Linked DNA regions of Mus musculus: region 1 is linked to region 2. Evidence: chromatin contacts called from public HiChIP or PLAC-seq data. All regions are on one chromosome and are shown on one strand. The core of a region is the stretch at or near the end of the contact, and the rest is flanking DNA. Distances in the headings are between cores, read along the strand shown.

The links. HiChIP or PLAC-seq counts read pairs in DNA pulled down with a chosen protein or histone mark.
Region 1: a contact with region 2 is called in an HNF4G HiChIP or PLAC-seq map of pancreatic cancer cells. The contact joins two enhancer-like sites. A contact is called at or near these places in 1 of 15 datasets of contacts at CTCF or cohesin (large pre-B cells), 7 of 484 Hi-C or Micro-C datasets (the MNK3 cell line, adipose-derived mesenchymal stem cells, bone marrow-derived macrophages and 3 more) and 2 of 115 datasets of contacts at active chromatin or transcription factors (large pre-B cells and pancreatic cancer cells).

Annotation. Positions count from the first base shown.
Region 1 is chr4:56,220,228-56,224,317 of GRCm38.p6, forward strand. No RefSeq gene overlaps it. Among named protein-coding and RNA genes, the nearest start is that of Gm42291, 94 kb to the right of the region's middle. Within about 2 kb of position 1,989, at least 165 of the 459 cell types and tissues checked have an H3K27ac peak or open chromatin away from gene starts, as enhancers often do. A contact at or near this core is called in pancreatic cancer cells, where this site is marked.
Region 2 is chr4:56,064,323-56,068,480 of GRCm38.p6, forward strand. No RefSeq gene overlaps it. Among named protein-coding and RNA genes, the nearest start is that of Gm12519, 66 kb to the left of the region's middle. Within about 2 kb of position 2,094, at least 4 of the 459 cell types and tissues checked have an H3K27ac peak or open chromatin away from gene starts, as enhancers often do. A contact at or near this core is called in pancreatic cancer cells, where this site is marked.

The sequences.
Region 1 (4,090 bases), core at 739-3,238, 160 kb after region 2:
ACATCTTGCCAAGCCTGCCTGTGGGTCTGGAAATCAGGGCAAGGCAAGATTCCCACGTACAAAATTAGATCTTGGAAACAGGTTAGTTGTCTTGGACAGACTTAGCACGATGGAATGTTATCACAGTGCTGATCTACACACGGATCTATATGAAACTGAAGTGAAATCGTGCTGTCTTTCTGAGAGAAGCTAGCAGCCTGAGCCAGCAGATTCTGCCATTCATCCTTGCACAAAGGCAAAAATTGAGTTTCTAGAGAGCGTCTAGGACCGACCTTGCTGACACTCCACCCTGGCCCCTTACCCTTTCCATTATGGGTGGAGGGTTAGGCCTTTTGTAACATTTTGTCCAGAGGAGTCTCATCATGTCCCACAGAAAGAGGCCAAGTTCAGGTTTTTCTTTACTGCAGAGACACTTCATTATTCAGTGAGATGAGTGAATCAGCCTGTGACATATTGTTGCATGGCAACAGCAAAGGGCGCATCAGAGGCCGTGTAAACGTCCCTTGCCACCTCTAGGTCATTAATCTGGAGCAACCCATCGGGTCGACGTTTCTCTTTCCATGTGTTGTGCATCAGTCATCAGTCACTTCTGTGGTGAAGAAGGAACACAAAAAATTTTACAACTAGATCGGAGGAGGGGGGGCACATATTTATCTGAAAGATGGCCCGACCCTCAACAACAGTCTTGATGACCTCTGAACATCAATTATTTGCAACATAGGGACATAATGTATCTAGACAATACGATGAAACACCAGGACACTGAATAGCTAAGTCTCAAGTTGAATTAGTGCAGTGCCTTTGTCTTTGTGAAGTTGGATCTACTGGAGTTGTACACAGAAAAGGAGCTCTGCATCTCCTCTTTCTGTCCCATTTTTTAACCAAGCCTTTCTTCACTGTGGTTTTAGCTTCAGGAGAAATTAAACAATGCTAGTTTTAAAGAGACCATAATCTAGGCAAATTCCATTCATCCTTTGTCTCCTTTGATGATCACAGTAATAGGTTAACTCTCCCCTTTCCACATGGAAGGTAGGACAACTCTGTGGAGTTCCCAGTCTCTTTTGGGCCTTTGCAGTAAACTCTCTTCTGTTCAGTTAGACATTGCTTCACTCCTACCTGGAAGAAGCCTTTAGACCCAGACTGTGTGAGCACAAATCCACAAAGGACTTGCCCCAGGTCCTAGAGCCAGCCAGCCTAGAGGTTTAGATTGTAAGGCTCCAGAAACTTCAGGCAGGGCCCCCCTGCCCTTCAGCCCTTTCCTTACACATAAAAAAAAATCAAGGTCAAGAGAACCCTTTCCCAGAGGGTCACACAAACCTTGAGTTTGACAAAGAACCCTCAGAGGCTGCTCTCTTGATGGCATTTCTAACCAGGGCTTTTGTGCGGAGAAGATGGCATTGGAGGGAGCCTGGCATTTCAGGGGCTTAGCTCCTGTTTATCCTTGAATCTTCTTGGAGTCCCTGAGGCTATAATATCCATTTAGAAAGATTAAAGAGGATGTGATCGGGCCAGGACAGAAAGAGAGGTAGGGAGGTAGAGGAAGAAGAAAATAGAATTCTCTAGGACTTAGAATTAAGAGCCTAAGATGCCTCCTGAAGAGGATGCCCTCCTAAAGACACAGTGCTCCTTGGGAAGTCTCCAGCAGGTGAAAGGCTTGGATGGGCCTTTTTTTTTTCCCTCCATGAACTTGGTTTTTCTTTCCCACATTCTCAGGTGTGCTGGGAGGCCCTGGGAAGCCAGCAGACTTTTTCAAAAGACACTTCCACCTCCTAATCTCTTTGCCTACAAACCAAATATTGATCTATTTAGTAAACCAGCCAGTGGAGGAGAGCTTGTATAGCCCTGTTTATTCAGCAGTTGGGCCCCCCTGACAGCTGTTCACTGGGGGATTATGAAGTCACGGCAGTAATTACACTATAAACAGGGGATGGGGGAGAAGAAAGCCAGAAAGTGAACTGTGAGCTCTGTTACCAGGCAACATAAAATATGTAACCGGAAACCCAGCAAGCACGTACATTTCCCTAAAAGCCTCCCAGATGTCCTCACTTTGGGGCCAATGTTCAATTTCAGTTTCGATTTGTTTATTTATCCATCTTCAGATTGAAGACTGGAGCTGAGAATGTTGGAAGAGAAAAGAAACGAATCGAAACAAAACAACAAAACAAAACAAACTGCAGGGGAGAGTAGAGTTGAGCATTCCACCCAGTGTCCCAGCCTACAGGAGAAGGCTGAGGCCCCAGGTCCCTGCTATAGCAAGCTGTAGAGATCAGTGCACAAGGAGGTGGCTAACCCAGGCTTCTTCAGCTAAGACAGCTACAGGATAAGCAGCAAGGGAGAGAGAAGAACAGAAAAGGAGAGAGTGAGAATAAGGAAATAGAAACTGGAACCCACATAAAAGAAACCCTGGAGTCCCCTCGGCCACAGCCCCACCTAGTGGTTGCCCCATGTCGTCATAGACTCTAGTCCCTAAGGCATCCAGCAGCCCTGACTTTGTTCCAGTAGCTTTATCAGAACATGCTAATGCTAAGCTCACATCAGGTTCCCTGTTCTCAACACTTCTCCAAGCCTGTTTATTAAGATTCTAAGTTCAGAAGTGGATGCTCACGGTCAGCTATTGGATGGGTCACACGGCCCCCAATGGAGGAGCTAGAGAAAGTACCCAAGGAGCTAAAGGGAACTGCAACCCTATAGGTGGAACAACATTATGAACTAACCAGTACCCCGGAGCTTTTGTCTCTAGCTGCATATGTATCAAAAGATGGCCTAGTCAGCCATCACTGGAAAGAGAGGCCCTTTGGACTTGCAAACTTTATATGCCCCAGTACAGGGGAACGCCAGGGCCAAAATTGGGGGGGGGTTGGTATGGGGGACTTTTGGGATAGCATTGGAAATGTAAACAAGGAAAATACCTAATAAAAACAGAGAAAAAAAAGATTCTAAGGATCTGGAAAAGGACTTCAGAGTCCCATCAAGATTTGTAGCAAAGACCAGGATGACCTGTGTTTAAATTGGCCTGGCTTCTTCCAGTGCTCTACATGAATCTTGTTGTTTCTCCATGTTCCACGTGGAGCATGCACGCCCACACATAGACACACATTGGTCCCCACCTGGAAGAACACTTCTGTTGAGTCCTGTATTGTAAGCTAAACATTAACAGATTGGGAATATTCAATCTGGACAAGCTTTATCTAAAACAGAACAACAACACAATCAACATGACATGAACCACATTGGTGCTGTCTGTCAAGAATGCTGTCCACCAGTATTTTCAGACAGGATAGCTCAATAACCTGGAATTTACCAGATAGGTAAACTGGCTGACCAGCAAGTCCCAGGAATCTATCACTGCTGCTTCCCCTTTGCTGGGGTTACAAAGAAACAACCATGGCCATGTGGGGTCTGGGGATCAAACGCAGGACCTCATGTTTTGCTTTATAAACACTGTATCTCCCCCGCTCCCGAGAGTCTGGTATTTTTAGCAGAATTAACCACCTCTCCCAACTCTAGTCCTCTCTCTCTCTTCAAAGAGCTTCAGAGGTGTGCCAGAGACTGACAGAGAAGGCTTGTGGAGGCAGAGTTCATATTTCCAGGAACTCTGCAAATACATTCACATGTTGGGAGTTTGAAATACACTATCACAAAAGTACTTCCACCAAAATATAACCAAGCATTGCCAATCAAGCACTTCTTTTCTTACCCTGTCCCAGACTAATGGCTGACAAGTGTACCACTGACCTTGACAGACTGCTTTCAACTTCCCTTCAGAGTCAACATGGCATGGAGGTAGAATCCTGAAGGAACAGAACTCCGCTGAGGCTTCCACACAGGAAAATACCAAAGTAGACACGACCCCAGTGCGGTCTGAAAAGCAAAGATAGAGTTTTAGTTCTTCTCAACTGATTTCCATGTAGAGTAACCAGGCTGGTTGACTGAGAATATTTCCTTTGGGATGGATTCTTATTATGTCCACAGGTCACCCTGAGAGCCAGACACTGAATGGCCAGGTTGTAACAATAAAAATAGGCAATAAATAAATCCAGGTCATTGAACACGCTGCTGTCACCACCTGAGCCTTTAAGGTAACTCAGCA
Region 2 (4,158 bases), core at 844-3,343:
TTAACAGAGATTGAGGTTGAGTGAATCAGTGTTCAATTGACTACACTAATGGACACCCACTCAGTAACACTAACACCTAAATTTGATACTGATGACAAGATTCTGGAATTCACTTTGACTGACTAGAATAAGACATTTGGGAGCCTTGGAGAAGTATGAGTGTATTTTGCATGTGTAAGGGATGGGAACCATCAAGGGTTAGGGTCAGACTCATAGCTAGCCTTCTAGGCATCTCTGAATGATCCCAGTCTGTGGATTTCACATCCTTGTACAGACACCCCCAATATTAGACAGAGCAGGCCAGCAGGCCTGGACCATGAGTAAGCTATTTCAGAAACGACGGAGTGTGACTTTTGAGTCTAGGTCATGAAAAACAAACTGGCTTCTTTCTTGCTGACCCTCTGTGGGATTGGTCATATGGAGGAAGCCAGATGTGATGTCAGATGAGCATTGGGTGGCAGTAGGGAGAGTTCTACATGGCACTGAATGAAGCCCTCCTGCCAATAGCCGGGCAAGCCTTCAGAGGCAGCTGTTGTAGACTCCCTGAGAAACCCTGAGTCATAGCCTCCACATAAGCTCTTCCTGGATTCCTAACCCCCAACACAGAGATGTATGTTTGTTATTAAGCTTCATTGTCCCCAGTTTGGCCAAGTCATGTGGGCTCGTATCTGAATCATGGCAGCTACTTTCTCTCTCTTCCTTTCCCCTAATTCCCTTTCCTCATGGGGACCTGTGCAAATGGAAGAACATAAACCTATGTAGACCCCATTCTTCTCAGGACAAAGCCCAGGTCTGACTAGATCTGAGCAACACGACCCGTGGTGGCTTTCTGAAACGTTTCTCTCATGGCTCTTTTAACTCCAAGTTCAGACCAACCACCAAGATGTCTTTCATTGTACAGGCCTTTGTTCCTGTTTCTTGGTGTGGCTTTTCATATAGGCTTCCTTCTTCATGTAGTACTCCTCTGACCTTTTTTCCCCAATCTGTTATTCTCTTCTTTTTGGCCATCACATCTGTAAGGAACCCATTCTGATCTTCCCTACCCATGATTGGAGATGACTTTTTTTTTCTGCTCTGTGTCAATGTATTCCCTATTTTATGTTAATTACTCTTTCCATCACTGTGATGAAACAGCTGACATAAACAAGGCATAGGGTAGGAGATGTTTATTTTGACCACAGTTCTAATATGACAGAGAGGCTTTTGAGTGTGTTGATGGGAATGTGTTAGCTGCTGCACCTTCCTATGACAGTAGACAGGAAGTAAAGAGATACTGGTAACCAAGGTAACTACAACCTTCAAGGACTGACTCCTTGTGAAACATCCCCACTAGCTTAGCCTCATACCCAAAGGTCCTACAACTTCTTAAAACAATGTCACTAGGAGCAGACCCAGTGTTCAAACACAAGATCTTGTGGATGACATTTCAAAATCAAACCATAAATTTCCTTTACCACTCTTCTAAGCATCCTGTGATATGATTGACTTGTTATTGGCAGTGGGGATATTAATAATTTCTTATAATTGAAGCTCTCTGGATCCCCTGGTAAATGTGCTATGAAGACACTTCCTGTACTTAGGATTTCTACACCTTGGCTTTGATCTCCAGACTTATCTGATTTTACTAAGGGCAGGCTGGAAACATTGAAAAGCTGAGCAGCTCAATCAACAAAGCAAAAGAACTGGTAAATACATAGTTTACCTTCTTTACCCTAGTGCCTACCGCATTTCTAAGATATGCTAGACAAGGCTCCAGTGAATTGGAGCCTTCTGTGAGCACAGGAATTCTCTCCACACGAACATACCCTTAGTTTATCGTTTTGTCTTTCCCACTTTCCATTCTAAACCCCCTTACAGCTTCACACATCCTTTTCCAACAACTTTCACACATGTCCCTTCTCTGAGGGTCTGACTCCATAGCAGGTACCTGCCCCCAGGTGCACTCATTTACTTAGCATTTACTACAAGCTGTTGGCCAGGCCAAGCTTTTTGTTTGGATTAAATATATTAGTTCTCTTAGCAACACAATGAGATAGGTACTAATCCATAAAAGTGAGGTAATAGTGCTTAGTCATAGGACTGTTCTGGGGATTAAATGGGGTAACATGGGTAAAGAGCTTAGCGTGTGGTAAGACTGGGGGAGAAGATAGACATGAAGGGCTTAGTGAAGGCCTCAGTGCTGGTCTCTATGACCAATCAATTGCCCAAGATCACTTGAATGCTAAGTATTGGATTTTTACAGAGTTCTGATAAATTCTAGAGTGTTCAGTCATCATCCAATAAGGGTATTTCAGTTATTTTTCACAGCAGACTATAAGGTATTTAAGAGTAAGAACTACACTTAATATATTCAGCTTTATTTCCAGAATCTAACATTCAGATGATAGAAAGAAAAGAAACTTGTATTGAAAACATCTATCTTTTGGCTCCTGCTACACATTCACTTTGTATTACTCATTCTTATAAAACTTTGTTCTGTGATCCATTAAAATAAACCGAAAATTCCTATCTGAAAACAATATGTTGGTTTTTTTCCCCTGTTTAGGATAGCTTGCTTGTTTCATAGACAGAAGTACCTGGCTTTATATTTTTCTCACATATAAAAGAAGCAAAGATCACATTCCCTATCATTGCTATTGTCTGTTACACAGCAAATCACCTTGAAATTGAATAGCTAAAGACAACACACACACTTATGAACTCATATGGTTTCTGAATTCAGATAGCTGTTGCATGGATCTGGCTGTTCAGCTCAGAGTGGGGGCAGGCAGTGGTCAAGTTGTCTCGCTGGGTTGCATTCAGAAGGTTTGACTGAGGCTGCAGGTTCATTTGTAAGCTCTTTATACCACTGCTGATAATGACTCTTAGCTCCTTCTCAAGCAAATCTGCCATAAAATGGTAGTTACCTTTTCTGAGTCAAAAGGAGAGGAACAGAGAGAGAGAGAGAGAGGTGCCCAAGATGAAAGTCATAAACCTGTTGTGACTTAGTCTCCGAAGAGACATGTGATCACTTTGACCATGTTTGTAGATGGTCAGAAGAGTCTATAAACAATTGTTTTGGAATGGTTGTTAAACTTTGGATAATCTATCTGATTTTTCAACCCTGATGCAAGAGGAAAAGATCAAACAAGACTGTCAATACCAGCGGGCAAGCTCTCAGGAGAGGGTTTTGGATGCAGTGCAATACTTCACATACTAAGGTACAATGAGGGGTTTTTGTGCCTTAGCATCAAGTTTTTCCTCAAATGTATTAAATCTATTTTATGGACTCAAGACTGGATAATCAAGTTTTGAACGTAAAGAACATAGTTTGCCAGGCAAGATTTAACAATCACTCCAAGACAATTGTCCCTAAATAAATATGGCTATTGAAATTCATATCCTGCTGAAGACCAAGCCAGCAATACTGGGGACAGCCATCTGCAGAGCACTCCATTTTATTTTCTGGTTTGAATAATAGCTTACTGTGTATTTTATTAATCTTAACAGTTCCATGGCATATATACTTTCTACATGAGAACAATGAACTTTACAGAGTCATTTGTCAAAGGACACAAAACCTACCAGTGATAAAATCAGGATTCAAACCTGGAACTCAAGATTCCAAATCCCATTTTTAAAAAATATCTTTTACTACATAGTGGCAAGTTACTCATGTTATTAACTAAAATAAGAATTATTGCTGTTGTTGTCTCTTGCTGCAACTTCTATATTCATGAACAGCAGTTTCCTTAGAGTACTCCTGTTGTTGTGCATGTGTATGGGATATGTATGTGAATGCAAATGTGTATGGATACACATGCTATAGCATACATGTATAAAGAGCAGCAAAAGACTCTTCTTCTATTCTCAGCCTCATTTGTTGCTGTTGCTTTGTTATTTTGAGACAGGCTTACTACATAGCCTTATCCTGGACCTTGATATATAGACCAGGTTGGTCTAGAACTCATTTTTAATGTAAGTAATCTCACTGAATCTAGTACTCACTGATTGGCTAGACTGCCTAGTCAGAAGTCCAGGGATTTGTTTGTCTCCATTGTCTCAGTGAGGGGATTGCCCACTGCCATACCCAGCTTTCCAACACCGGTAAAAGGGATTCGAATTCAAGGCCTCAAGCTTGTACAGGAAGCTTGTTACTCAGTGAGCTGTCTCCTAGCT